Linked DNA regions of Mus musculus: regions 1, 3 and 4 are each linked to region 2. A link is a contact called in public ChIA-PET and HiChIP or PLAC-seq data. All regions are on one chromosome and are shown on one strand. The core of a region is the stretch at or near the end of the contact, and the rest is flanking DNA. Distances in the headings are between cores, read along the strand shown.

Region 1 (7,360 bases), core at 1,249-3,748, 410 kb after region 2:
GTTACTCTATTAAACTTCCATACTTTCATAAGTGCCAACATTGCACCCAAGCAACAAGAGAAAAAGAATATCTTTTCTGGCTTCTACTGAGATTCTGAACTTCTTGTGAGTGTTTCCACTTTTCTAAACAAAGCACTAACCACAATTCCACTTGATTCCCACAGAGCCTGGGTAGTATCTATTACGGCTTCACAGTAGCAAGCATGGTGGCCAAACACACAGCACAGGAACAGCACATGATCACTCCATGAACACACCCAGAAGCTGGAAACCTGAAGCATGAGTGATAGACATAAGGAGGCTATCAACAGCCAGAGCCAAGGCTTAGAAGAGAATCTGTCCTAGGAGGCCCTATTAAAGCGAACTACTCTAGACAAGAGAACCAGGTCTGGTTACACAATAGAGCTGAAAACCACCAGCCCATGACAAGAGAAATTTGATCTGGTGGTAAGAGGGCTCTTTCTCATTGAAGGGAGCATGAAGCAAGGAGATTTCCTAACAAGAGTGTCACCACCTAACCCCCATCTTGTTTAACAGTACCCCTGTAGAGACAAGTGAAAATCTTCTCTTCTCCACACCCCATGACAATTATCTTTTTAACATAATTTAAGAAGCCAAAATAGAAAGGAAAGATAAGGTGAGTGATAGGAAAATAAGAGGAATTAACCAAGATCACCTTCATGGAGGCACTGGACAAGAGTGTCCAATAGAAGTAGCACTGTGACCTTCACGGCAGATTATAGTCACCTGTTTGGTAGACAGAAATGCCATGGTTCAAAGTGCTACTGGTTTGCTCACTTTTTGCTGCTTAAGGAATAACAAACTAGGTTTTTCTGCCTCCAACATGCATGTGCTTTTCGAAGTGGTCTTCTACAACCTGTGGTTATCATTTTTGAATCATCCCCTACAACCCAGGTAAGAATTTAATCACTGTTATGATAAACCTCGGAGTGGAACCATCGATAGTGACTGAGAACAAAGACTGTGCTGTCCTGAGCCAGCCAGCCTTATGATTGTAGAGGCAGATTCCTGATGAGAAGAACTGAGCTCAGTTAGGTTCCTCCTGGCCTCACTCTCTTATGCTCATCCCCCTCCCCCCACCCACTCACTCTCAAACTCCACATCCCAAGCTTGTAGATACAATGTTATTGTGCACCATGTAAAGATTAGCCATGAATTATCCAAATGCTGGTTCCTTTTGGACCCCACATCTGGTTGCAATCCTTATTCTGAGAATCTCATTTCTTAATGTTGTGTCCATTGCTCCCCTAATTATTCCCTTATTGGTCAATAAAGAAGCTGATCAGCCAATGACTGAGCAGGGAAAAGAATAGGGCTGGACTTCTTCCGAGCCAGGGGAGGGAGAATGGAGAAAGAGGGGAAGTGCACATTAGCCACTGAAAGAGAGTCTGGGAGGCACCACAAGAAAGAACTTGGACCCCAGAGAGCCAGACCAGTGCTAAAATGCAAAATATCACTGGAATTTTAACTTCGAGGTAGCCCGATAATCTCGGAAGATTAAAATACTAATTACTCAGTTGTTGTCCCTTAAAGCTTGTTAAATAAATATAATAGTCCAGTCTCGATTATTTGTGAGCTAGCTGGGTTAAAAGGAAAACTGCAACAAACATTTATAAATTGACACTCAAAGATGACTTCACAATCTTTAGAACACAGCAAGAAAGTCTTTACTAGATATAGCCCTGGAGTTTTAGGCTTATTGGACTCTAGAATGGAGCTTAAAAATAATGTGTTGTTGTTGTTGTTTGTTTTGATTATTTGTTTATAAATTATCCAATCTCAAAAGTTTTGTTTTAGCAGAAAAAAAAAAAAAAAGAATATAGTCCAGGTGTATCCCAAAGCTGTCCTGAGAGCTCCAACCTCATCTTAAGGAACAAGAGGAAGGTGGTTTCTCCTTCTGTGACCTAGAGTATATGAAGATAGAAACAAATTATATATGTGTACACACATGCGCGCACACACACACACACACACACATATATATATATATATACATATATATATATATATATATATATATATATAGAGAGAGAGAGAGAGAGAGAGAGAGTCTATTAGTCAATCAATCATAACAGAAAGGAAAAATACAATAAACAAAAGAGGCCAGACTGGGTGTCAGAGACATGTAATTCTAGCTCTTTAATAGGGTGAGGCTGGAGGATCACAAGGTCAAGACTAGTATGGGAAGATTAAGGGAACCCTGTCTCAGGTTTTTATAACAAATATAAAGGTGGCTGGAGGTTTAGTGTTCAGAAGTAGAACACTGGTCTAGCATGCTTGAGCTCAATCCTCAGCACTATATAAAAGAATGAAAAGGTAAGGGAGGGGAGGAGAGGGAGATACAAAAGGGGATTTTCTAGATCTTGGAGAGAATGACGGGATGCAGAATTAATCTCAACACCTCTGAGATGGGGACTGGAGAGATGGACCGTTCAGCAGCTATGAGCACATACTGCTCCCACAGAAGATGTAGTTTCAGTTCCCATCACCCAAATCAGATGACTCACATCTTCCTGTGACTTCACCTCTAGAGGATTCAACAAGGCTACATGCAAATCCACACGCGCACATGCACACGCGCACGTGCACACACACACACACACACACACACACACACACACACCCCACACTTAAAACAAACAAAACTCTGAGAGATAGCTTGGGTGAGGATTGTCCTGTGGGACTTACTTTGCAAACGTCAGTAGCTGAACTTGTTGGCTGGGATGATGCTCTTTGGTACCACCGATTTAACATGCAGCCAACGGGGCAAGCACGCAAGTCCTATTAGCACAGTCTAGGACTGTGTGGCAGATGCCTGAGCCAGCCAGTGGCTGACAGCCTCTCTCAGGTCACTCTCAAGCTGACATGCAGTGTACACTCAGGTACATTTCCTTCTCCCAAAGCCTTCAGTGATCACTTGTTATAAAGTAGCCCTGAGTTCATATTGCTTGACTCTGCATAACACAGTAGCCTTCAGACAAAGGCAAAACTGTTTTTAAATCTTAGAAACATTTTAAAGTGCGCGTGATGTGTGTGGCAGCCTGATGGAGTCGAAGAGCAACTTTATGGGCTCAGACTTCCTTCCACCTTCACATGGGATCCGAAAGCCTAACTCAGATGATCATGCTTTCCAAGCAAGTGCTTCTACCCACAGAGCCATCTCCTGTAGAGAGAATCTCTTGTGTGTTGTATGGATGCATCACCTGTCAGTTAAAAACCTATGGCCTATAGGAAAGGGCAGGATAGAAGGTGGGACATCTGGCTGGCAGAAGGGATTCTGGGATGATGGCAACATGAGAGATTCGCCAGGGAAGATGCAATGAAACAGCCACATGGTACCTGAGCACGTGGCAGAATGTAGATTCATATAAATGGATTATTTTAAGTTATTAGCAAGTCAGAGAATAAGCCTAGCTGTATGGCCTGGGTAGTTTTATTTTTATTTTGAGTTTGAATTGTTATTCTGGGGAACTTGGGGCCTGACAGGAAATCAGACCATTACAATGTCGCCAGCCTAGAATTCTTTTATAAGATATACTCACAGGTTTGTTTGTTTGTTTATAAAGCCTTGTAGGACAGTTTTTGAATTTTTCATTTGGAAAATATAGGCATCATATTTATAAAAAAGAGTATGTTTGAACTATGGTGAAAGAATTGGGACTCTTCAATATGGTCACCCTACCCTCAGACAGGGATGTTCCCTAAACAGTCTTATCAAAAGACATTTTGAATGTGTATTTCATTTAACCTCTGGGGTATCAGTATATTCCATGTAGAACAGCACCCTGGGAACCCTCCCTTGACCCTGATCATATTGCTATGTGTTCCAAAGCCTGCAGCTCTGAGAAGTGGTTAGTAGGTAATCATTACCCCTACCTTCTGCACGGCTCAAGATGCTTCCTAGTATCCTGTCTACATGGGCCCAAATAAGGTAATTCCTTTGGCCATCCTCCACACTTCCTCCTTGTCAGAAGGAACCTTGACATAACCCTGACCCTAAAATAAACCAGCCTATGTTATGTTTAGTTAAAACCATAAGCAGTCTAGCCCTCCCACACCTGCCCTCCTCGAGGTAGGCCAGCAGTGTGGTGTTCAAAGAAGGATTACGCAGGAAAGAGCCAATGAGCCAGTACTAGAGGGACTTCCAGAGCCCACAAGGGCTAGCCAGCATAGCATAACAGAAAAATAGCACTTCTCTGGTCATATGAAAGGGTCCCACACACCTACCATGTAAGTACCTGGAAGCCAAACCCCTACCACACAAAAGCCAGACAGCTGCCAAAAGTGTTCTTTCTTTACCTCCTGGCTATGACATCCCATCCTTCATTACAGTCTCGAGAGGAGCTGACCTTACAAGCCAGAAGACTCCATGCCCTGCTCATGACAGATTGGACCTGGGGGCAGGGAACATGAGTTCTTCATCAAAGGGCCATTGCCTGAGAACTTCAGAGTTTTAACAACTGTGTATGATGATGTTTTTTTCAAGGATGCTTCTAGTGAAAGTAACGAATGCTAATCGGACTTTTAGTTCAAACTGTGGGACTCAGCTACCTGGTAATCTTTCAGGACCAGAAAAGACTTGACTTTGAAAGATGTTTAATACAATGGACAAGATGACAAGCCATTTTTCCTTCCAGCATTCTTTCTTCTGCTATATTTTAACACTCCCTGGCTAGAGCAGGTCTTTACAGGTAAAGCACAGCTGTGCTCATCTGCTAGATGCCCATCCAGAGTGGAGGGTTAGATACGTCCTGGTAAGCCTGCCTTTTAATGTCTGTGTTGCTGATTGCCAGAGAGATGGCTGTGTGCAGGTGTGTGTGTGTGTGTGTGTGTGTGTGTGTGTGTGTGTGTATACAGTAGTGGTTTTCAACCTTCCTAATACTGCAGCATTCAATACAAGTTTTCATGTTGTGGTAACCTCAAAAATAAAATTATTCTTCTTGCTACTTCAAAAAAAAGATGTTTATTAAAATAATATGCTAAATGGAACCCCTTGGGATGGGAACACTGTCTCACTTTTTAAAGTGATGTTTTACAGGTAAATCAAGCCTACTTAGAACAATCTGGGCATGTAGCAGGATCTGCCATCAAATGTGAAGCTGTCCTAGACCAGCATTCTTGCCTGAAGGATAACCAACTTTGAGAGCTGCATATCCTTGCTCTGGAGCTGTTGGGGTATTGTAGAAACTTACCTATATACCTGGACTCTTCCAACTAAGGGATGGTAGCCGTCCCAAAATTTGACGGCCCATTATGTCTCTAGACACCATGCAATAGCTCCTTAAGAGGAGGCACATTCTCTGAAACTAAAAACCTTCAACAAATCCAGGATTCTTGGATTTCTATTTTTTATTCACAGAAAATGTACATAATCTCATAATAGAACTCTTCCAAGAGGTCCAAACTGAGTCCAGGGGCAAGAAGAAATGCACGGAGGAGGCTGGGTGGGTAAGGGAAGGAAGCAGGGAAGAGATCATCACTCACCGCCACTGCAGGATGAGGTGCAGAGAAAGTGGAGGGGCTGCCCACAGTGGGATCCACATAGTAGCTCATTCTGTTCTCCACACCTGCACAAGAGAAAACATCGACTGAGCCTCTGGCTGCACAGGGCTGTGGGGACATTAACCCCCCAAAGGCATCCAATCGTAGACCTAGGAGCCTTCCCAGCAACCATCCTGTTGAGTTCTTTGTGAGGCAGAGAAGTAAACAGAATTCAGAACGGTGGATAACCTAAGCCGGGGACGAGGTGAAATAGACCCTAACATAGCCAACCCACATAGATAGCAGATCATGTCTGTGTGCTGCAGACATGGCAGACAGTGACAGAATCGAAACCTTTTACAGAATTTCTAGGCAGGGACTAATTCTTGTGTGTCATTTTAAATAAGACCTCCACCCATGTTTCATGTCTCCACAAGCCCACTCAGGCCTGTCACCCAGCAAGAATTCCATATGGAATAAATAAATTATTGATAAAAGAATAAATAGATTGTCTTAGAGGAAGAAGAAAGGGGAAAAAAAACTTCCATGAAGAACCCCAATCCTTGGCACAGAGATAGACAGATGCTCTCTCAAAAAGACTGGACAAATTCATCTCCTATCAAGAGAAGGGCTCGAAAAAAAATAATAAAAATGTTCTTATTGAGAGCTATTATCTCTGTTGGAAGTCTGAATGCAAAGAATGTTCTATGAACATTCTGACTTAGAGGGATTTTCCAGCAAGCTACTGGTCACCAAGAAAATCGTTGATATATCAAACATTTCTGTTGAGTTGAGTGCTCTCCAGAGTGCAAAAGTTCACACACTTTCATAAATTCAATACTACACATAAAAATATGCCTCTCTTGAATGATTGAGAAGATTACATTCCTAGCCTATCGTTCAAAGGCCAAATTCCTATTGTTAGGAAGTGACTTTTCATCCCACCCCCACCCCCGTTGCTTCTCCAGTGGCCACCCCTCCTGCCCCCCTCATTCCTGTGTATACTTCCATCAATCGGCCTATTTCAGAACATAGAAAGTACAGAGATTGGTTTTGTGTCCAATGTGCTGTTTCAGTTCCCTACGTTGATAGTGCCTGACAGCCAGTGACATAGCTATGTTCACAGGGCTGTATTCCCAGAATACAGCTATGCTAGTTAGGGTTTCATCTTGTCCCTGCTGCAACAAATGAAGCTAATGAGAAGCTATGAGAAGCTCTGCAGTGCTAATGCTGAGTGTCTAAGAAAGATCAAGGACGGCCATCCAAGAACACTGCCCCCATCTATTGTCTGTCCAATGATTTTGCTAAAATTACTGTGCAGCTCCATAACTTGGACTTTGAGCTGGACAATGAGCACGGACTAGGAGGTAGATCTACACAACACGGACCAATGTGGACCTGTGCCAACCAGGTGTTGTAGAGATGGTGTCTTCTTGTTCAATGTCCCCTCTGTCACTGAAGCATTCTCTGTTATTGATTTTTGGTTTTGTTTTAACCTGAAAATTAAGTTTAAAGGCCTTAACAAGTCACTCTCAAAATGTATTGATATATACAAGGATGAGACTTCAAAGCTGAACTGAATCCCCTATACTGAAAATGGCTTACCGTGATGAGAGCGCCTGAGGAAATGCCAGCCAGCCCCCCCAGGGTCCTGCAAGATGGTTTGTACCTTTATACTGGAAATGTCCAGGCACGAGGGATTGCTACTTCCTGGGAACCAGTAAACTTTCTGGTTTCCCTCCAAAACCCAGCAGAGATCCCATGGTCCCAACAGGCCTGTCCTCTATCTCACAACCATACAGCAGGGTTTATTAAAAATCTATTTATTGCTTCAATAGTTACTCTGCTCCTTCTATGT
Region 2 (7,059 bases), core at 1,489-3,988:
GGTCTTTGTAGATCATCAAGTTGAGATGAGGTCATTTGGGAAATCCAATGATTGGTGGGCTTTTAAAAGAGAAAACTCTGGACACAGTAAGAAACTTTACGGAGAGAGCTGGTTAGACGGCTCAGTGATGGTTCTTCCAGAGGAACCAGGTTCAATTCCCAGCACCCACAGCTCATTGTTCCGGGGGATCTGACACCCTATCACCAATATATATAAAATAAACTATAATGTGTGTGTGTGTGTGTGTGTGTGTAAACCAAGGAATCCAGGGAGACAAAGGTCTAGAGATATGCATGATATCTTTGATTTCCAGGCATTAAAGCTGAAAGGCAAAATTTTCTTTTGTTTAAGCCATCATGTTCATGTGTTGCATCAAGCCTGACACACTAATCCATAGTAAAATATTCATATACACAAGCATGCACAGCAGGTCTATGCCCAATACACACAAACACACAAACACACAAACACACCGAGAGAGAGAGTTTACGAATGCTCATCTGTACATTTCTATGTTCTGGGTTTTTGTTTTGTTTTGTTTTGTTTTGTTTTTTTGCTTTTTTTTTCTCTTTACTTTCAAAGGCTGCAGTAAGTAAAATATACAGTTCATTTTAAGGGATGCAGAGATGGGTCATTCTAAAGATCACTTCCTTGTTCACATAGCCACTTAACAGAGGAACAAGAAACACATTTTTGTGAATGAAGAAAATGCTAGCCATGGAACCTTGACAACATCTGTTTGAGTCCTCCGCTTATTCAGGGCCAGATGCTAATGGTGTGTGTGTTTGCACATGCAGGGAAGTTTCACTGACACTAATGAGCTATTCATTGTCCTGAAGTCCAGAACTCCACCCACTGGGCCTGTTCTCAGATGTTCCACATTAAGTGAAACACCATGGAGTGTTGCCATGGAAACTGGAGGCCGCAGCTCTCAGAAGGCCTCATGCTTCAGCATCTCCTAGAATTCTGAATGGCCTGAGACTGAACGCGCATTATTTGATGCCTACTATTATGCCAGGCACAGGCTAAGCATTAGAGACACAACCCAAACACACCACCAGAAGAATAAATATAGAGGCCAATGCAAAAGATTATAATGTGGAACTGCTTCCCCCACAGGAACTGGGCAGCACCATTTTCATAGAATGGATATGTATCTAAGCTTCAAACCATGAAAAAGTTTAGTTATAGCAAGTGACCATGGAGGCTTCAAAGACAAGAAGGCAGGTTAGGCCAGGTGGCAAGAGGAGGCCAAGAAGGCTGTAGTTACTATTGGAGGAAACACGTGCTCTTCTATGGTTGTGGATACACAACTTTGAACCTTTGGCTCTCAGAACGCCTCCACACTATTGATTCTGTGATCTATAAATCCCATAACTCCATAGGCCAAAATGTTCCAAAATGCTTCGTTCTTCACCCTCCCTCCAGGACACTGGGCTATATAGCCTTGCTCACAGTGCCCACTACCTGTCTACCATGGAGAAATTAAATGGGCGATGGGTAATGGGAGGGGCCTATCTTTCTTCAACCCCATCTCTTGTGCTTGCTCTAAACATCACACGTCCCTGACTCTTTCCACCATCCTAAAAAAAAAAAAAGAAAAGAAAAAAGAAGTGTGTTATCCAGGATTGATGTTTGAACTCACCCCCCAAGCTTCTTTATATATTATTAGGGATGAGCATAAATCCTGGGGTCTGCTGTGAAAGTCATTCCAGTTGTCTGTGTGGCTCATTTTCCCAGCAGGATCACTCTGTCCCACAGAGAAAGTGGAAGCCTGGGAAAAGACTTGTGAGGAGTTACAGGAAAAAAATATTTGGCTGAGAAATTTCACTGGATTTTTACAATTCCCCTTGTCCCAGCTCATGTCTCTGGATTACAAATGCATCTCCAATAGATATCCTGCGGAGCATCTGGAGTTTCTGTGTTTGTGTGCCTGTGTGGGTGTGTATGAGTATAGTATATGTGTATGTATACATGTGCATGTATGTGTATGTACATGTGTGTGCTTGTGAGCTTATATGTTTGTCAGTCTGGATTTATGTTTGTATGTACATTTCTATGTGTATTCATATGTGTGTTCATATGTAAACATACACAATAAAAGCTGACTGAACATTTTCTTCTTCATTCTTCAATGTATGTGACTAAACATTTTACATATGCTGACTGGTTTATTGCCTATTTACCTATCTGACTTGAGAAGCAACTCCCTTCTTCAGGACCAAAAGTATACAAGAAAGTGTTAGAGCAAGTTTATCTGAACATCCCTTTCCAACAGACAGACCATGAGGGACAGAAATGAAAATAGACAAACGAACCCAGAAAGCATCCTGTAGGCACCATATGTAGTTTTACCTGTTTCTCTCTTTAGCTGAAGGCATACAGATTAGAACCTGACTACCTCGAAGAAGAGATAAGGATCAAGAATGTAGAAAGTCTATAGAAGAAGCACAGTCATATTTTCTCTGCCTCACCACATATTGGGTACTATCTGTGGTTCTTCTAGCATCATCGAAGGTGGGTACTAAGGAGAGTCAAAGTAGGTCACGGAGGCTTGGGTTTCAATATGATGTTTGGATTATCTAGGGCAACCAGGACAGAGTCTTGTAACAAGATTTGAATCTACATGAAATGTTTCTCAAGAGAAATCTTTTGGAGAGGTTAGTGTACTACAGGCCTCTCATATATATCTGTCTATGCACACAGCTCTTACATTACTCCTTGTGTGTAGTGTCAGGAAGTCACACTTAACAAAAAGTTTCCCCACGTTGTCATAGAGACTCTGTAACCACATTCAGGTTACTTACAGTACAAGTCTGTCTGAGAAAAGACAAGCTGAGCTATTCTCACCAGCACAGAGGACTCAGCCTCAGAACCACTGCCTTCCATCACCCGCCCCCTCCCCCTGCCTCCATCACCAAAGACAAGGCCCAGCACTTCAAGCCAGTCTTAACTCTAGTCATTCTGCAGACGGCAAGTCTAGGCCACAGAATGGTATGGAATCTGGTCATCTGGAATTGTGAAAGAACCGAAAGAAACTGCTGAAGTCTTTGCAGCCAGTCAAAACCCTCAGATTCTGTCACTGACCCCAAACAGTAAAATTAGACAGGACTCTAAGCTAATGCTCACAGCTGATCCCTGAGTCATTTTCAAAGATGTCATCAGGCATTTCCTGGGTGCTGCTTCCCCCACACCTGGGTTCCTGGCCATTACTGTCCAGCTGACATTGCCCAGGGACTGGATAGCTACCCCCAGTTACCACAGCCTCACATCATGGCGCACAGACTACATTTGTCTTGGTACTTTCTCTGAGTAGACAAACAAATCATAATGTAGACCCTCTTTCTTAGTTCAGAAACCATAACCAATTAAACCACGAGGAAAGATCAGTAGTATGTGATTTCCTGAAACAGATATTTTGGGTTGAAAATTTCAAGAAACTATACCGGTCTCAAGTAGTTTTAGTCAAGATTATCCTTTGATGAAGGCATGAGCTTGTGTAGCTGAGATTTCTGACTGTCTTCCATTTTCTCCCCATGCTGTGGGGTATGAAGAGAGAGAGGGAGGTGAGAGAGAGAGAGGGAGAAGGAGAAAGAGACAAGGGAGGAGAAGAGGAGACAGGGAGCACAATAGGAAGACAGAGACAGAGGAGAATGTATGCCTGATAGAGAGGAACAGAGAGATGGGGGAGAAAGGGAGGGAGGAAGGGAAGGAGAGAGAGAGAGAGAGAGAGAGAGAGAGAGAGAGAGAGAGAGAGACAGAGACAGAGAGAGAGAGAGAGAGAGAGAGAGCTGGGCTCAAAAAGTTAGGCTGAACAATACCTGATGAATGGCAACAAGGGTTGTCTTCTGACAGACACACACACACACACACACACACACACACAAATAAATAAATAAACAGTCTGTTTTTAAAAGTAAAAAAAACTTTAATTGAAGAAGTTGTTAAATTCTGGGCCTCAGAGGAAGGCAGGAGTAAGCTCACCCTATAAGCATACACAAATCTGGCCTGAAACTCTTGTGGGGAGAGGAAAACAAGAAGGAATACTTATTTCTTGATTCTAATGTAATTTACACTTTATACTCTGTCTTTTGAACTATGACAAGTATCTTTAGATATATTTCTACACCCTGAGAAGCTATTGGCACCCTTTCAGAAATATAGAAGCTGGACCCCAAATACCTCACTAGCTCAGGGCCTTTGGAGGCAGGAGATGCAAACAAAAGGCCCTTGATGATTTTATATTAGTGCAATGTTAAGAATTGCTGTTTCTGCAAGTATCTTCAACTATACTGCCAATTGATATAAAGTAGCAAAGTCATTCAGGTGTTAGCACACAAAAGATATTTTCAAAAGAAACACAGTTAAATCAAAAATGCCACTGCTGCACATGTGAATGTGATGAATTGTTACAAAAATCCCAGAAAGCATTAAGTAGAAACTTCCCAAGGAAGTGAGGATAGGAGCCATCCAATAAGTTGTGGAAATTAACAGGATAAAGGCCATAAAGTTAATACCAAAGTGTGCCAATAAACGGCTATCGCCACGGCTAGGAGTCAGTGGGAGCAATGAAGTGACACACTTTCATTCTATTGTAATGTTTTTGGTATGGTGAGCATGTGTATGGTGTGTGTCCATAAATACAGCTTGCATGTGATATACACAGGTGTTGACCAAGTGCCTGTGGATGCTGAGCACCCTGGGTGGGGCTCATGGACAGTGAGGGATTTTCATACCACTCTAATAATGCAAGTGCCTATGTCTGCTGGTGAGGCAAGAGACACAAAATAGAGGCACTTAGCAAACTAGTGAAACCTCAGAATGGGCCCTGAACAGAGCCCTTACTTCTCCCCACCCCCACCCCATACCTCACTTATCTTTCAGGAAGTCCCCTAGGTGCTGGCAGCCCGACACCTCCTCATATTGCTAATAGAATGATTGGCTACTCCAGAGCTTGAGTCGATTTTCCAATGGTCCAAAGGCTGTAAAAAACAAACAAATAAAACTAACAAAAAAAAAAACAACAAAATGCTTGCTGTTGCACAATACAGTAGATTTGCACTTCAGTGCTGGGGTCTGGGGTCTGTTTTCTGTGTGGGTGACTCCCGCATCCCTCACCCTTTTCCGGATCCCGGTTCCCTCACATGTGCACTTGTGTGTGTGTGTGTGTGTGTGTGTGTGTGTGTGTGTAGGTCTAAGACTGACATTGTAGGTGTCGTTGATTACTCTCTACTGTATGCATTGAGAGAACGTCTGACACATGAACCTAGCATACTGGGCAAATCTAGCCAACCAGTTTGCTCCCACAATCCTTTCTCTAAATTCTACATGCTGAAGTTTCAGGTGGACTGCCACGCCCCACACCCACACATCATTTAAATTCCTCAAACTTGTGTGAGCAGTGTTTTCACCTGCTTAGCTATCTCTTCAGTCCCACGACTGTAACAATGTGTATCTATGTATACTCATTGTCAGTGTGATGCATTTTATAAAGATATTTCCATTCAAGCAGACCATGTGCTTTGACCAAGTTAACCCCATTTTCCTCTCCTGTCTTTTCCCCTACTTTCTTTGAGTCCCTCCTTTTTCTAATATACCCTTTCTGCTTTATGTCAAACTTTTGTCTCTATATTTATCTATGTTTATAAATATATAATATATAATAATCTAGGTTCCACATGTAAGAGACTGCATGTTAAATTTTTCTTTCTGAATCTGTCTCACTTACTTTTATAGTATGATCTGTCCATCCATTTTCCTTCCGATGACTTTTAAGTGGCTAAGTAACTCCGTCTTTTGATAGACATCTGGGCTGATTGTTTATCTCAGATGTTGTCTATCTGTACAATAAACACAGAGGTGCAGGATTCTGTATATGCTGTCACAGATTACCAATGGACTGGAGAGGTATATCTTCTACAACCTTCTTTAATTTCTGACTTCAATATCTTATTTCAGAGACATTGGGTGTATTCAGCAGGTTTAGTCCCTGATGGGTTTTGGAAACCTTTCCAAATGGCACTGTCCATATTCTTAGCATTTTATTATTGTTATATAGAAAAACTACTGATATTTTAATGTTGAATTTTGAGTTCTACTGGTTTGTTGAAAAGTTTAGCACATCTAAGAATTCCACAATGAACTCTTCAAGGCTTCTCAAAAACAGGCGGTGGCATCTAAAAAATACAGTGATTGGGCTTTTTTCTTCTTATTTACACCTATTTTATTTTTCCTGTCTGATATCGCTAAAACTTTGTGCAACATATTGAGTAAGAGAGGAGAAACTGGATACTCTTGCATCATTCCTCATTTCAGAGAAATTAATCATTTAAGTTGTTTAAATACTCTTGACTTAATTTAGCAGATCACATGTGTCTAGAAATTCAATCATTTCCTAGCATTTCCACTGTATTAAATATAGGTTTTCAAATTACTCCATAACAACTTTAAATTTTATTTACATTTGTTTTATGCTCTATTTTAATATAATTTTATATTTAAATTCTATTAATTTGTGTTTCAACATGTGTTAATGTGTCTTTTCCCATCTAATATCAACTGGTTGAATGATAGCCTGAGACTTATTCAGGAAACATTCATTTTTAAAACAAATGACAGTATTCCCAACAGTAGTTTGGGAAGCAACACATGTTAGTTATTTCTGAAATATTTCTATGATAAATGGAATAAATAAGTAGCTATACTGTTTTGTCCATCATTTCTTCCTTTTACCTCCCTTCCCTTCATCCTTCCTTCAGCCATCCATCTTTTATATATTCCTTTATTTCTTTCAGCACCTCTATTTTTCTTGCTTTCCCCAATTTTTTCCTTTCCATCCTATTAATGTCATTTTTTATAAAAGCATATAATAATTTAAACCACAATCTTTCACCAACCCATCAGGAACTCTCAAAGCATGAATCACATCTTAGAATCTTAATTGCAAATAACTGCTTAGAACTGTCCTGTGGAGATTTTAAAAGTGGGAATATATTATATAATATCTAGTTTAAATGGGAATATATGCAACGTATTGATCACAATTGTATTTACTGTCAG
Region 3 (6,651 bases), core at 1,377-3,876, 350 kb after region 2:
TAGTGGGACAAAGCTATCCTGCTAAATACACAAAAAGCAGTACTCCCAACTCCAGAGTGACCAAGGCTTTGCAGTGAGGGACCAATGTGGCTGGATTCCAGAAGCTTTGGGAAGGGGAAGAGGAAGGAGACTGCAGATGTCCTGGGATGGGAGGAAACCAAGGTGACAAATACGAAACCAATTACTGAGAAGGGAAGGCAGAGGGATGCTGGGGCCTCCAACACCCACCTCTGACACACGGAAATGCTTCTGATGGCAGCTGGACACTGTGGGAGAGACTGGGCAAGGTCCACGTCCAGAGCCAACACCTGGTGTCAGTGATGTCTGGGAACACTTATGTAGAGGCCCCAGATCCCTCTCATTTCCCAGCCCCTCGCCACACCCAGAGGAGGCTCTCCAGGCCCTCACTTAAAGACCCTCAGAAGGAAGTATACCTTATACTCTGCACCCCGCCCACTGGCTAAATGTTTTTCTCTCTCAACCCCTAGAAGTTGATGGAAGAGGGATAAATACAACAGAATTTCAGGAAGACCGACATCAACAGAACATCACAGACTGAGAACTGAGGCACGACCTGTCACAACACAGGGACAACACTGGCAGTCACTTGGCAAAATGTTCAAGAGGGATAATGAGTTCTGTCCCCTGGAGTGCCCCAATCCGACACTGATGGATTCCCTAGCCCTTACTCACATGGCCCAGGGCCCCCACCCCCGATGAGTGAAGCAGGGCATAGAGGTGGGAGAGGAAAGAGGAATGGAGATATCTGACAGACAGAAATCAAGAGGGTAAGGAGGGACTCTGGTTCAGGGAACGTACGCGGTGAAATTCAGAGGAGCAAGAAAGGACAGAGAGAACGTGCTTCAGAAACATTTCTCTGAGCCTTACACACCCTCCAGTTGGGATAGAGCCCTGTCTTGGCAGCAGGCTCATTGCTGCTTTATAATATACTGAATTAGTCATTGGATTAGCAAGCACATTTACACACACTGGCGCACAGCTGTTTAAAGACACACGATCCCCTTTTCTAGGTGCTGGATTCTGGTTGTAAATCGTCGGCTGCAATCAACTGGTGAAGGCCAGAGATGCATGGGTTTTAGGGGAAATCTGCAGGAGCCTGAACAGTCCAGCAGGCACCTCTTTGGGAACAGGAGCAAGAACCCTGGGAAAGGATAGCAGGCTGCTTCTGTGTCAGGTGGGTTCGCTGCCTACACTTACACTCTCACACCTACGGTAAAGGGGGGGGGTGCCTGGCTCTGCAAGTGACCATTGGGATTTCTGATAGTAGATTTCCTCCTTAAGGCTGCCCCAAAAAGAAAAGAGTCCCGGAGGAAAATGAGTGCCTTGACAATGGAAATCATCTGAGCTTCGATGGCAGGCATTCTAAGAAGTTGTTGCAGTTCGAAGGACAGTGTCTGAAAAGAAGGCTCTGGAGCTGGAAACTCGGTCAATGCCTGAACTCAGATAAGGTAAATGTCTGAAGAGAGGGACTGGAAAATAATAGAGCCAGCCACAGGGCCGTTCTAGCGCACTTGGTTAAAGGGGTGTCAAGTGGAAAATTTTCTGTAACCAGGTTAACAGCAACCACAGTTTTAACAACCGCTGAAGTAGGAACAGTGTGACCAGCGAAGTAGAACTGGTACAGAATTCGGTGGGCTGAGATAATGGTGACACCATTTCCTGAGACCCTGTGGTGTGGTCTAAAGAGGAAAAAAATGTATCTTAGAGGAATTATCTCTAATCCTTGCCACAGCCCTGGGTGTGCTTTCTTATTATCTTCATGTAAGGATCAGAAAAGCAGGGCTCCGGGAAGCTAAATCATTGGCCTTAGGACGAATCAGTGAGTAAGAACACAGCACTCAGCCGTGGCTATCTCACCTGCCTTCACTGGGGAGTCGCTTCACCCAAGGGCAGAGATCCCTGGGTGCTGAGAAACCTAAACATGAACTTTCCTTATGATTAGTTCTCATCTGCCACATGGGAAAAGGAGAATGGCTGTGTAACACAAGATAAGCAACCAGTGGCACGACTGAATCCACCCGACAAACTTAAGAACCCGGCACTAATGACTAAAGGAGATGAATCACATTTAGACTCTGTTGGAACAGGAACTGGGGGGAGACCCACAAACACGGTGTGAGTAGGCTCTGTAGAGGAGTATGTGCCCTGCACCAGCCTTCCCTAATCCACATACTACTTCCCTAGAACTGGGCTGAGTCGGAAACACACGTAGCTGAATACGATTTTCCTATGCAGCAAGGCAGCTTGGAGCAACCAGAGCCTTACTTCATCTTCACTCATTGCTCACTCACTGTGTGAGGCATGCCTGCAAGCCATGACTGCTGACCAGAGCTCCTCTGAAGCCACAACAACTCACCAGGGCCCACTCTCACTGATACTCTGCTGCTGTTTTGTTCAATAAGTACCCAAAATCTGCTGAAGGCTCTGAAGCTTCTAAATCATTCCATCAGGCCAGCCAAAGCAGAAGAGCAGTCACCAGGATGCCCTAAGAGAGGCCTTAACAAAGTATCATTTTTAAAGAGAGGGAGGGAGAAGGACTCAGGCTCTGGCTCCTCCCCTTCCCCCCTCCTGCTGAAGGAGGTTAACTGCGGGTCCAGCGTGTAGATGTTGATTCATTCCGTGTGTGTTTATTTTTCTACAAACATTCCTGCTGCATCAAGTGGCCTCAAGGCCTAAACTTCTGTCCCCTCCCTGGAAAATTCTCAGGCACCGTTGAGCTCTCACTTCATTCCTTGGTTTCCCAGTCGGCAAAGAGGGGTGGGGGAGGGGGTGGGGGAGGGCAAAGCACAAATTCGGTGTGCAAGTTTACCAAGGGTGCTTTCATTTATCCATCTTGAACTTGAAAATATGTGCTAGGAATCACCTAAATCCATCCTTATGGCATACATTTATAGACAACTGAATGGGGTTTTTTTTGCCTAATATTGATATTAATGAGGCTCTTAGAAGAAAATATTACACAGAAAATAGCATCCCAGGAGTCAAGGTTTCTCTCCAAATGGGTGTTCTATGTAGGCTGGGCTTTGTGATCAAGCTCCAAATAAAGATCTGGGACATTGAGCCTTTGTGGTCCTGAGTAAATTATTGGAAATTTTCTGCGATTCCATTTCTTATATGGAAAAACTGGGGATGAAACAATTAACTTCACAGAGGTAGCTAACGTACAGATACGAGTGCTTCTGTAAAGCTTATGAAGTACCTGGCACATACCTGGTACTCTACAAACACAAATTTCTCTTATCGCTTACGCTACAGGAACAGCTATGTCTAGAAAATCTAAGGGATGGCCAACCATTTTGCAGAGTGTTTTATTTCTGTCAGGAGACAAGGGAAGTGGGTAGTGGAACTCTTGATCTATATGAAATCAAGGATATGCTTCCTGGACACACACATGTGACTCAATGTGACTCACCTTGGAGAGTTCATCGTATTGAGCATCACCAGTCTGTATCAGATCTCCCACTAATTAAACAACTCTCCCTGCATCAACAGTGACTCGACTCGGGCATTTTCTAAACATGAACTCGTTAACTCTCCTACCCTTTCTCCCAAAGAGTGTCAGCCTACTCAGAACAGCATCCTTCAAGAAGACAGAGACTATGCACAGGTAACAATTACCTGGAGGCCTGGAGTCAAAACAGACTCAGGCCTCAGAAGGACACAAGATGACAACCTCTTCCCGACAGCTCAGTGCACAGCAGAGGAACTCTTCAGGTCAGGCATGATAAGATCAAGGACTGATCCTTTAGGCCTGCTGTGAGCTACTTGTAAGTGGGAGGTTCTACATCAGATACTGATCCTGGTTTGAAGAGGAGAGTCACCTTCTGGATGCATTAAGATTTACTTTATATGTGTTCTAAAATTTTCCTGACAAGAATTGAGTGCCCAGACTAGAAAGTGCCAAACTTAAAGCTCTTCTTTCTGTTTTTGCTATAAGCTGTTGTACCACCACCTCCTTCCCATCCTTACCCCCCACCCCCACCCCCGCCCCACGTAGTCCTCCAGGGAACACCATGTTATTGGGCAGCTACTTAGGATTGATATGCATTTGCAAGAAAATAGTAGCAAGCCCAAGGGAATACTTCTCAGGTCAACAGTTAGTTTGTCATTTAGCTTGCTTCCAGCAAGATCAAAACAAGGAGAGGAGGCAAGGGTACTGACATGTCTTAAGAAGAATAATTAGAGATCTGGTCCAATCTAACTAGTTTCTGAGTGAACACACACACACACACACACACACACACACACACACACACACACACCTATACCTGGTGCCACAGCTTAAATGGTACTTCTGTTTTGAATAGGAAGAATACACCATTCATCTAAGATGTCATTAATTCTGGTATGCCTCTCGGGCACAGTTCTTTTATATAACACGTACTATGACATTCAAATTTTTCTACTCTGTTTTGTTGTGTTTAGAAGCAACCTCCAGCTGTCTGACTTTCCCTTTGTTCATAAAAATCCACCTCACTCTACACACACGGAGGCACAGAAGGCCCAAGCAAAGCACATTTCAGTTTAATACAGGAAAACAGGGCTGGGGGATTCTTTTCAAATCTCTTAGGAATAAAAATACAAAAGAAAACCAAGAAAACAAAAACAAAAAAACAACAAAACAACAAAACTCAACCTTCTTAAGGTCCAAAGTCAACCTCTCTCCAAAGAAAAGTGCACATTAGTTTGTCCAGTGCCCTACAGAGCAAGCCACTTTCCTGTCTGCTCCTGGTATTTTGGGTATCTCTGCCACTTTCCTAGATGTGACATCAAGGGTCTGGGCACCCTGTTCCCAGATCTCTAGTTAGCACCCATGTAGACTCACTGAAGATGTAGAGGAAGGGTACTTGCAGCAACAAAAAAGGGGCGACTGCCTTGCTGACATTTCTGTCTCATGTTAGTGGTTATTATGACTATTGTGGAGGCACTCACCACACAAGAGAAATATATAAGCTGGGTGGCTAAATGGAGCCATCAGGACATCTGACAAAGTCCAGCTGTGGTTTTACCATATGGTGCATGTGGCACTGAGAGAACAACTTGGCATCCCTTCTGTATACTCTCCTTTTTCACAAAATATCGGCAACTCATAGGGATTACTGGGGTCTCTGCTGGGTAAAGGCGTGTGTCAAACTGTAACACATTACCAAATTACAAGGCAGTACTTAGGCAGACTGCTAAACATGCACAGCAGATCTCAGTGTCCCCTCCGAATTCAACATCTAAGTATTTCAAAAACCGTGTTGATATCATCCATGTGATTTTTAGAACTGGCTACTGCTGGGTTTGAATGTGTGCTTAGGACCTTTGTGATAAGGTTTTAACATCTCACTTTCTTATCTATGAAACGGGAATAAACGTTTCACTACTACAGAGTAGGATAAGACAATCAGGGTCTTTGCCGCATACCTAGTATTCAAAACCTAATATACAAATATATGTATGTATATATGTACACACACACACACACACACACACACACACACATGGAGGGGGGGAACACCACAACAGCACCAAAAAAATAAAGATGGGTAGGAGTTAGATCTGCCCTCTGATAAGAACTCAATGGCAGTCTTCCTGGTTTTCCTTCCAAATCAACAAGCTGTACCTAGGCCCTTGTTTCCCAAAGAAGGGGTAACTGTCACAGATCTTTCTCAAAATGTAGAAATAACATCAATAAAATGAGATCACAGATAACAAACATGCGTAGGCGACGCCACAGCCAGCCACAAAGGGAGCCTTTGAGAAGCGAGAGGGTCGCTGTTGACACACCAGCACACAGTTAGAGCTTCCTGGATGACTGGGAAGTCAAAGCAGGTGGCATCTTGCCTGCCCCCAACTCCACCAGGCAGGCCATGCCCATGGAGGGGTCAGCCGGTTGCTGCCCAGGAAGCACCTGTGAACAGTCCCACAGGCAGGCATGGGCCCTTCCCTCTGTGCAAACAGGCAGTGAGGACCTTGTCTCACCAGGCTTGTCAGGAAAAGGTGCTGAGATGCCTCACAGCGGAGTACATTCCAGCTGCAGGAGGGGACTGTTTCTCAACAGAACAGAGCAACAAGAAGGGGCAGCTTCCATGAAATAAGTCATTACTCAGACCGCATGGGCAGCTGTGAGGATACAGCTGGGTTCGTTGCTCTGCCTACCAGACTCCTAACCTACATTATGTCTTCCTCCAATTCAGACCCCTCCCTGGAACTGCCTTTAGCTGGCCCTGTGGCCAATGATTATGCAGAAAAGGAAGCTGTTGTACTGGAAGACATGACTCCTGGCCCAGCACTACCTGAAATGACATATTCAGAAATGATCCCAGACAAGTTGAAACCAGGCATTAACTGGGAAGCCTGTTACATGTGATCGTTGGGATAGCTTTGCACAATTCCTAATATCTTCTTGTACAAGCTGCCCTTTACAGAGGTACCCAAAAACTCCCCAGTGACTGAGTCAAAGTAGTGACCTGTCTACCTCATCAATAGCAGTCTATGTTGTTTACCAGCCTTTACTGTTGCCCAAAGTCACAAGCCATCAGTGTTAAGAGAAACCTTAGCTTTTCTAAGTGACTTACTTGGCCAATTAAGAAAGTGAGATTCAAAGCCCGGCGTGGTGGTGCACGCCTTTAATCCCAGCACTTG
Region 4 (7,674 bases), core at 2,785-5,284, 470 kb after region 2:
GGAGAGATAAAAGGGGAAGAAGGACGAAGAGAGAGGGAGAAGGGGCTTGCCTGCAACATTCTTTAATAGCTTGGGCCTATTCTAGTCTCTCCACCCAGCTCCTACAGGCTTCAGGCTTCTTAGTAACCCCTCCCCCTCCCCACTCCGTGATGCATGCGTGGTAACTTAAGCAAAGACTCTGTGTCAGACAACCCTGGGCAAAACACTGATGGAGAAAGAGTATGTCCTGGCAATGTGACAGTCCCACCCACGTTCCCACTCACTGACCCTGCTGGATGCCTTTGGGTTCCTAGGCATCACCTGGGCAGAAGCAGCCCAGGACCTCAGTTCTCAGGCTCTTATTGGTTGACACCTTCTAGAGCTCCCTGAAGCCTCAAGCAGGGTTTAGCTCAGTACTTGTGGGTATGACAAACTCTGAGGGAGGTGTGACATGCAAGGCAGCAACACATCTCAGAAAGAATGAAAGAGGAAAACCCCAGCCCGAGCCTGCAAACTGTTTACAGTATCTGTTGATTTAAAAAATGCACAGGGGTGGGCTTTTAAGAAAAAGTTAAATGGCCAATGTGGTTTGTTTTGTATTATTATTATTAATTATTATTATTATTATTATTATTATTAAAATCCCTTTAGAGGCCATTTCTCAAGTGTTCCCTGTAAACAGAAAACAAAAAACAAAAAACAAATATGCCTTCTCTGGTGAAGTCTGATGGCAGTAGGAAGAAGACCCCTGGCTGCACTGAAGTCCTCAAAGTGCTTGTAGAATGTAGTAGATTCAAAGCTTGTGCAGGTAGACCAGGGACGGTTTGTGTTGTTTTTTAAGCCAGTGTCAGGAGCCATTTCACTGTGGGTGGTCTAGAAACCCATTTGCTTCAGGGCCAGAGCCTGCAGTAAGTAAAACTCCTCCACCTCCTCCTCCTCCTCCTCCTTCTCCTCCTTCTTTTCCCTCCTCCTCCTTCTCCTCCTCTTCCTCCTCCTCCTCCTCCTCCCTTCTCCTCCTTCTTTTCCCTCCTCCTCCTCCTCCTTCTTCTCCTCCTCCTTCTCCTCCTCCTCCTTCTCCTCCTTCTTTTCCCTCCTCCTCCTCCTCCTCCTCCTCCTCCTCCTCCTTCTCCTCCTCCTCCTCCTCCTTCTCCTCCTTCTTTTCCCTCCTCCTCTTCCTCCTCCTCCTCCTCCTCCTCCTTCTCCTCCTCCTCCTTCTCCTCTTCCTCCTCCTCCTCCTCCTCCTCTTTCTCCTCCTCCTCCTCCTCCTCCTCCTCCTCCTCCTCTTCCTCCTCCTCCTCCTCCTCCTCCTTCTCCTCCTCCTCCTTCTCCTCCTCCTCCTCCTCCTCCTCTTCCCCTCATCTTATTCCAAGTAAGGAGTTATTAAGTTATTCTCATTAAGACATTAGATGGCATCTCTGTGAATGGTGTCTCCTTCATATAGGGCAGGAAGACTTAGACCAGAGCAGAGAAGGTGAACAGATGAACAGTGACCACGAAGCTAGGAAGCTTAGGGCCAGGATGAGGGAGCCTCCTGGAGATTCCAAAGACCTTCAGGTGTGTTTCATCTTGCTTCTGCAAGATGGCCTGGTCATTCTGCCTGAAGCAAGGGTCTTTTTGATAAGGGTGAACTTTGAAGAGTGGGAGAAGGTGGGGGCACAGAACAGGGTCTCAGCTCTGCAAAGGAAAGAGACAAGAACTGACAGAGATAAGTGTATTTGACCTTCAGCCCTGGCCACTGCTCAGAAAGTTAACACTGGCAATTTAAGGAGCCCTGGACTTGAATTACAAAGGCCAGGGCCTTAGCACGACCACTCTGTTAGATGTGATAGATCTAGGGCATTTAAGCCACCTCTCGGGCTCTGTGCCCTGTTAAACAGAATTGTTCACAAGATTGTTAGGGAAGCTAAGTGGAGCGTGTTTAATTCGGAAATGGTCTGGTGGTACCCAGAAGTCATGGGATTAGACAATTCCCTCTTCTCTTGTTTTCTCTTCTTTTCTTTGTCTTCTTTTCTTTCTTTCCTCCACCTTTTCTAGTGAGTATAGCACCCCAGGCTTCCTGGACGCTAGGCAAGCTCTCTTCTACCACCAAACTGTACCCTCTCCCCTAGAGGAGTTCTCTTTGGAGCCGGGCCAGCCTCCTTCTTTCCAGTGACAGCAAGGACACTACCCACCATTGTGCACAGACAAAGGCCAATTGTGGGCCTCTGTGGATTCTTCAAGAAAAAATGTAAGACCAACCCAGGAGGCTCCCTGAGGAGGAGGCCAATGTAGAGCCAGCTCGAGGATCCCAAAGTGGATGTGGTAATGCCCCAGGTGGATAAAGGCTGGCATTTTGAGACAGTTGGCTTCTCCTGGTGACAGCTACCTAGGGAAGACACTCAATTTAGAAACTCAGCTTTGGTGAATAAGCAAAGGAAAAATAATTCTAATTACTTCCCAGGGTTGCTGTGTTCCCTGGCAGGCTGCATTCCTGCTAGCATTAAAAGGAGTTAAACATTTGTTTTATCCTGTCATGGAGAGACAAGCTCTAAGACACCTTCCCTGACAAGGTTAAAGCTGCCGCCTGCCCTTGACGCTGTCTTCAGAGTTGCTGTGTGTCTTGTTGCTGCTTTTTGTGTTTTGTTTTGTTTTAAGACCGTTTTGTATCTTTCTCTATCAAGTACGCTGAGCAAAACAAAGGAAAAACCACAGGTTGCAATAACCTTGACTTCTGAAAAGTCCTCTGGTTCCTGCAGTAGAGCGAGTTTGTTTTTTGAGATCTGTTTTGTCACAAAGATAAAAGTCTCAGCAGTTAGCGTTTCAGCCCTTTGAGTTTGTCTTTCTCATCCTGTGAAATTTCAAATTGTACTGTGGAGTGTAGTAGCCTGGAACTTGAAGAACATGGCTCAATGGCGCCCTCTTAAGGCCAAGAAGGAGAGGTACAGGAAAAGAGGATACGGTGTCTAGAGCATGCCTGGCCAGCCAGGGTAAGTTCCCACGTAGGCAGGATCCGCTGCTCCCTGTGTAACAAAACCGAGCAGCTGCATTAGTCATCCAGTCCAGACACACCGTGCAGATGTGGGTGCTCCCGCCACACAGTTGAGAAGGGGTTGGGCTTAGGCATTAAACAGGCCTTGGATTCAAGTCCCGCACAGGGTTGTTACTTAGCCTCTTTGACTCAGTTTCTCTCTTTACATGATATAAAATATTATGAGCATTAAGATAGGAGCATCCTTTGCTCTCTTTTGGAAATTGGTTCTAGGACCACCACCCAGGCCTCTCAAAGAGTAAAGTCCATACCCGGTTCCAAATGCTTTAAACAACGTAACCGCTGTGTAGATAGCTGTTACACAGTAGTGTTTAGAGAACTATAACAACACACCCAGTTACTACAGATAAAGTATCCCAGGCCAGGCTGAAGAGTGTACAGAGCCATGTCTGGGGGGGTGGGGGGCTGTCTATTCTCTCTCTCTCTCTCTCTCTCTCTCTCTCTCTCTCTCTCTCTCTTTCTCTCTCTCTCTCCCTCTCTCTCTCTCCTTGCCATTTATTTGCTCTCAACATGCACCGAACTATTTCATTCTCACAGACCCTGTGATCTATGGTGTATTATTATCTACTTTATAACAACAAGAAACCAGGCCCATGGTGAGTTGATAGTTACCCCATCTCATAGTTGGCACAGGCAGGCTTGAGTCCGGGTGGTATGGCCTGGAGACCCAACAACCCTGCGCATAGGACTCCTGCTCACTGGCAGACTGCCCTTCTGCTGGGAGAGCAAAGAAGAAACAGTGTGGCTGGCCTGGCATAAAATAATTAATAGGAACTTGAGTTAGACTCTGGTTCTTGATAGGTCATTTCCAGAAGAGGCAGGTCCTTGGGTCCATCTGTGCTGTCTCGTGCAATAGGGCTTCTTTCATTGATAAAGGTAAACAATATTTTGTTGTAAGTATCTACCACATTTGATTGCTCTATTTAGCTGTCAAAAATAGTTAGGCTATTTTTCACCCCTTAGCCACTGTCAACGATGCTGTAAGAACCATGAAAATGCAGTGCTAGTTCTCTACAAGATGCTGACGTCAGCTCCTCTGGGAAAAGGCCCTGGAGCAGATTCTTCCCTGGGTCTCCGTTAGTTTTAGGTTGCCATGGCAGCGGCATCTTTCTGCATCCCCATCAACAGTGCAAAGGTTCCAATTGCCCATACCCTCAACAATGTTTATTCTTGTTTTGATAATGCTGTCTGACAGGTGTATGATATTTTCTCATCGTGAGGGAAGAATACAGGAATGAAATGTCATATTGACAATGTAAAAAACCAGTAAATGATATTTGGACAGTCTGCATGCTGTCCAAATCTGACTTTAAAAATATATATATCAATATACCCTAACTACAAATTCTTAGTATTTTTTTATTATTCAAAATTCCTTATTGGTATTTACCCTCAGAAGTTGGAGGGGGCAATCAGTTCCGAAAGCACTTCCTACCTAGATATGCTATTCGTGTTTCTTTAAAAAGTGAGCCCCTCTGGGCATGGTGCATTTTTATGAAAAGGCTAGGTAAGTTTGGGGTAGGAGGACAGAGCTGAAAAGTCTGTCGTCTTTGTGGATAGGGGAAGCCACATTTAAAGGGCATTTTTTCTTCAGAAAGAGACCTCTTAGAACAGAAGTTCAAGCAAGAACATTCTTTCAGCTAAAGGCCTCTCTCCTCCTACTGACTGGCTCCATCCCTTGACAAAGACACGAACTCTGCTTTGTAGCGACCCCTGCTGGCCATATGCACGTGGTACAATGTAGCCAACTACCCGTTCCTCCTGAGATGCTGATAAAAAACAGAGGCCAGCATATAGGCAGCCCCTCCTAGTCTCTTCTGCCTTCTGAGTTCTGGACTATCGTGAGTTAAGAGAAACCTTCCTGGTCGCCCAGCCTTTTGCCTAGGAGCTGCTAAGGACAGAGATGGGCAGACACGAACCCTTCCCCCTAGACGTTTAGAGATGACTACAGAAGAGAGGGTATCATGCATGCTAGAGCGTGGCATTGCAGCGAAGAGGGGGCCCCCATATATAAGCACTAGAACGTTGGCAGAAGAGGCGCTGTGTGAGCTTCTCTGGAGCACTGAAGCAGAGAGTGTGCCGAGGTCTAAGGAGGACGCATGCTGGGGGGGGGGGGGACACACACACGACAGGGCTCCCGCTGAGGTGGGAACAGTGGTATGGGAAGGTTTCCTCTGCGCTTCTAAGGCTCCTCCTCCTGATGATGTTTAAAGCAGAGCTCTCCTCTTCCGAGAATAAGGAACATGAGTGAGGTGGGCTTTCAGAACCCTCACTAAGGAAGAGGTTGGCTACGCCCCTCCCAGAGACCCTTGGCTTCTCTGTTAAGACACCATTTGTCACTTCTTTGCTCAAGACTGTTGGGTGCAGTAATGACCACAAGGGCAGTCTAGGGAGGCAGGTAAGTTCTTTTCATCTAAAGCTGGTGGGAAAAAAAATCTCTATCCTCATCCCATGGGATTTTGGGTTCTATTAGAATCCAGTTCAGAGATGACTTACAACAAAGCAAAAAAACCAAAAAAACAAAAACAAAAACAAAAAACAACCCAAAAAAACAAAAAAAATTACAAAAAAAACAAAAAAACAAAACAAACAAACAAAAACAAGTGAATTAATTGGATGTTAACAATAGTGTTCCTCGGTTCTCCTTGAAATCATTTAAAATGTTTAAGGGCAGCTAATGTTCATCAGTCATATTGGGTGCACCTTGTGATGGACAACTGAGCCATAAGAAGTGACAAGTGTCAGAGGAGAGTCTTGGACTTCTTTCTAGCATCTTTGTTACTTTCAAATGTCCATAACAATGTCCCCAAATGGAATCATCAAGCTATGCCCCAGCTCAAATAAGGTTCAGCCATTACACACGGGTAAATCCTTAACTGTGTAGGGAGTCAGGGGACTGCTCTTGACTCTGTGGGGCTGGGCTCAGCCTCTTGTTACCTGAACAGACAGTGTGAACACAGAGGAAAGTAAACAGCCCTTTGCACGTTAAGGACCAATATGGATATAGTAATGGATTCCTCCAAACCTCAGCAGCTGAGTCGATTTACAGCTGGGAAATTAGACAAAGCTCACAACTCCCCGAGCTGGCTGCTTGCCCCTTAAACACTACCTGACTGTCACCAGCCCAGGAAGAAATCAAGTGGCCTCCTGGCCTCAAAATCTCCCAGGGTGTTCAAGGGCTCCAGGCAAGGAAACGTGACCTTCCCTAGACCCCCAGCCCCCAGATCTCCAAAATGTTCATCTGGTAGAGCAAAGACAAAGCTTCTGAGAGCCTTTTTTTCTGGGAAAAAGTGGGGGTCTCTGTGATCCTGGGGGGCCCAGCCTCAAAGAAACTTGCTGGAAAGACTTGGGGCTCTACTGTCAGAAGCTAAATGGGAACGAAGCAAGAAAAGATGGAGACAATTGAAAGATAACCCTGAGAGTCTCACTTTTCCGAAAATGGGAATGAGTAACGTCGTAAGTCCTTGGACTGACGGGGCAGAAGGAAGCTGGAAGCAAGTGGGGGAAGTTTAATCAACACAGAAAAGGGCATGGAAGAAGGTCTAACTGAGAAGAAGCGGGAAAGGGAGCTGAGGAGAAGAGTCGGGTGCCAGCCGAGCTAGGAAACCAAGCATTTCAGTAATAACACAACAGCTTTAGAAAATCAGTTGTGAAAAAAAAGTCAATAGAGTTGAAAACTCCGTTTATCATTACTCTGCTTCCTAAAGTGTGGGACCAAAGGCAGCAATTAGCATTGCAGAGCTGGGCTTCAGGGTTCAAGTCATTGGTCATGTGCAAAAATCCATGATGTGCGCGTGCGCACAAGTTGGGTGAGGCGTGTAGAACAGTGTACTGCTCTATTGAGAAAGATGAACACACAGAATCAAGGATTGACAATGCCATTCAGACAACTGCCCGTTGAATGGAGCATGGGAGCGGGAGGTGGGGCTGAGAACAGGTTGGTAATCCAAAAGAATCAGAGACGCCAGAGACTCACAACCATCTGTGAGATGCACGATCAGCTGAACTGAGCTACTCGGCTGGGAAAATACAAGAAGCCAGCAAGAGGCCTGTAGGGCACTGGCTGCTGAGAGGGAGTTCTCAGTGAGTGTCCAGGCTGTTTCTGTCTGGAGGGGCACTACAGCAGGAGGCCAAGCCTCAGTGCAGGGCTAACAGGACGAGGCAAGTATTGCAGATCAAGCTCAGCCAGGCTTACTTACACAACCGTGGAGGAAAGAGAGTTCAAGACAAGCCCAGGTTCTCAGCTGAAGAGGAAATGCAGCTCGTGGTAGTGGAGGGGTTGTGCCTCGTCATCTTGAGTTTGAGTGTGGAGGCAGAATTCTTTGTTCCCTGGGGGGTTGACATCAGTCTTTTCTCCTGAGACAGGGCCTCCCTCACATTAGATGATCCCTTCCACCTACCTGTCAAGAGAGGAAATGAGCTGCTGAGTGCCATGCTTATCCCATCTAAAACTATTTGTTCCACACTGTCTAGATTGGAGACTGACCAGACAGCTATGTGGCACATTACAGCCCAGCCAACCTGATACAGAAAACTAACCATCCTAAGTGTCCTTCAAAGAGGCAGAGACCGAAGAAAGGCTTGAAGAAGAGTCCATATTAGCCTTCTGTCACTGCGACAAATTTCTAACACAATCAGTTTCAAGGACACAATTCATGTTGTCTCAT

Evidence for each region. ChIA-PET counts read pairs in DNA pulled down with a chosen protein or histone mark. HiChIP or PLAC-seq counts read pairs in DNA pulled down with a chosen protein or histone mark.
Region 1: a contact with region 2 is called in a BATF HiChIP or PLAC-seq map of CD8 T cells, with 5 read pairs. The contact joins two enhancer-like sites. A contact is called at or near these places in 3 of 115 datasets of contacts at active chromatin or transcription factors (CD8 T cells, embryonic basal ganglia and embryonic stem cells) and 1 of 9 other capture datasets (embryonic stem cells).
Region 3: a contact with region 2 is called in an RNA polymerase II ChIA-PET map of effector CD8 T cells, with 4 times the contacts expected there. The contact joins two enhancer-like sites. A contact is called at or near these places in 1 of 15 datasets of contacts at CTCF or cohesin (CD8 T cells), 2 of 484 Hi-C or Micro-C datasets (Th1 cells and natural killer cells), 12 of 115 datasets of contacts at active chromatin or transcription factors (CD8 T cells, Th17 cells, craniofacial prominence and 9 more) and 1 of 9 other capture datasets (embryonic stem cells).
Region 4: an H3K27ac HiChIP or PLAC-seq map of regulatory T cells shows a contact between it and region 2, with 15 times the contacts expected there. The contact joins two enhancer-like sites. A contact is called at or near these places in 1 of 15 datasets of contacts at CTCF or cohesin (large pre-B cells), 8 of 484 Hi-C or Micro-C datasets (CD4 T cells, CD8 T cells, embryonic stem cells and 5 more) and 3 of 115 datasets of contacts at active chromatin or transcription factors (CD8 T cells, memory CD8 T cells and regulatory T cells).

The regions. Positions count from the first base shown.
Region 1 is chr9:32,647,584-32,654,943 of GRCm38.p6, reverse strand. It overlaps Ets1 (E26 avian leukemia oncogene 1, 5' domain), which reads right to left. Exons shown (of 10, transcript NM_001372534.1): 2 at 5,506-5,588. The coding sequence starts at 5,574. Among named protein-coding and RNA genes, the nearest start is that of Ets1, 15 kb to the right of the region's middle. Within about 2 kb of position 2,498, at least 48 of the 459 cell types and tissues checked have an H3K27ac peak or open chromatin away from gene starts, as enhancers often do. A contact at or near this core is called in CD8 T cells, where this site is marked.
Region 2 is chr9:33,056,515-33,063,573 of GRCm38.p6, reverse strand. The region is part of intron 1 of Gm27166 (a long non-coding RNA gene); the gene reads right to left. Among named protein-coding and RNA genes, the nearest start is that of Gm27166, 28 kb to the right of the region's middle. Within about 2 kb of position 2,738, at least 30 of the 459 cell types and tissues checked have an H3K27ac peak or open chromatin away from gene starts, as enhancers often do. A contact at or near this core is called in CD8 T cells, Th1 cells, effector CD8 T cells and 3 more, where this site is marked.
Region 3 is chr9:32,705,491-32,712,141 of GRCm38.p6, reverse strand. All of the region lies in intron 3 of Ets1 (E26 avian leukemia oncogene 1, 5' domain), which reads right to left. Among named protein-coding and RNA genes, the nearest start is that of Ets1, 73 kb to the right of the region's middle. Within about 2 kb of position 2,626, at least 126 of the 459 cell types and tissues checked have an H3K27ac peak or open chromatin away from gene starts, as enhancers often do. A contact at or near this core is called in CD8 T cells, Th1 cells, effector CD8 T cells and 2 more, where this site is marked.
Region 4 is chr9:32,587,156-32,594,829 of GRCm38.p6, reverse strand. It overlaps Gm31871 (a long non-coding RNA gene), which reads right to left and starts at 334. Exons shown (of 4, transcript XR_379224.3): 1 at 268-334. Within about 2 kb of position 4,034, at least 9 of the 459 cell types and tissues checked have an H3K27ac peak or open chromatin away from gene starts, as enhancers often do. A contact at or near this core is called in CD8 T cells and regulatory T cells, where this site is marked.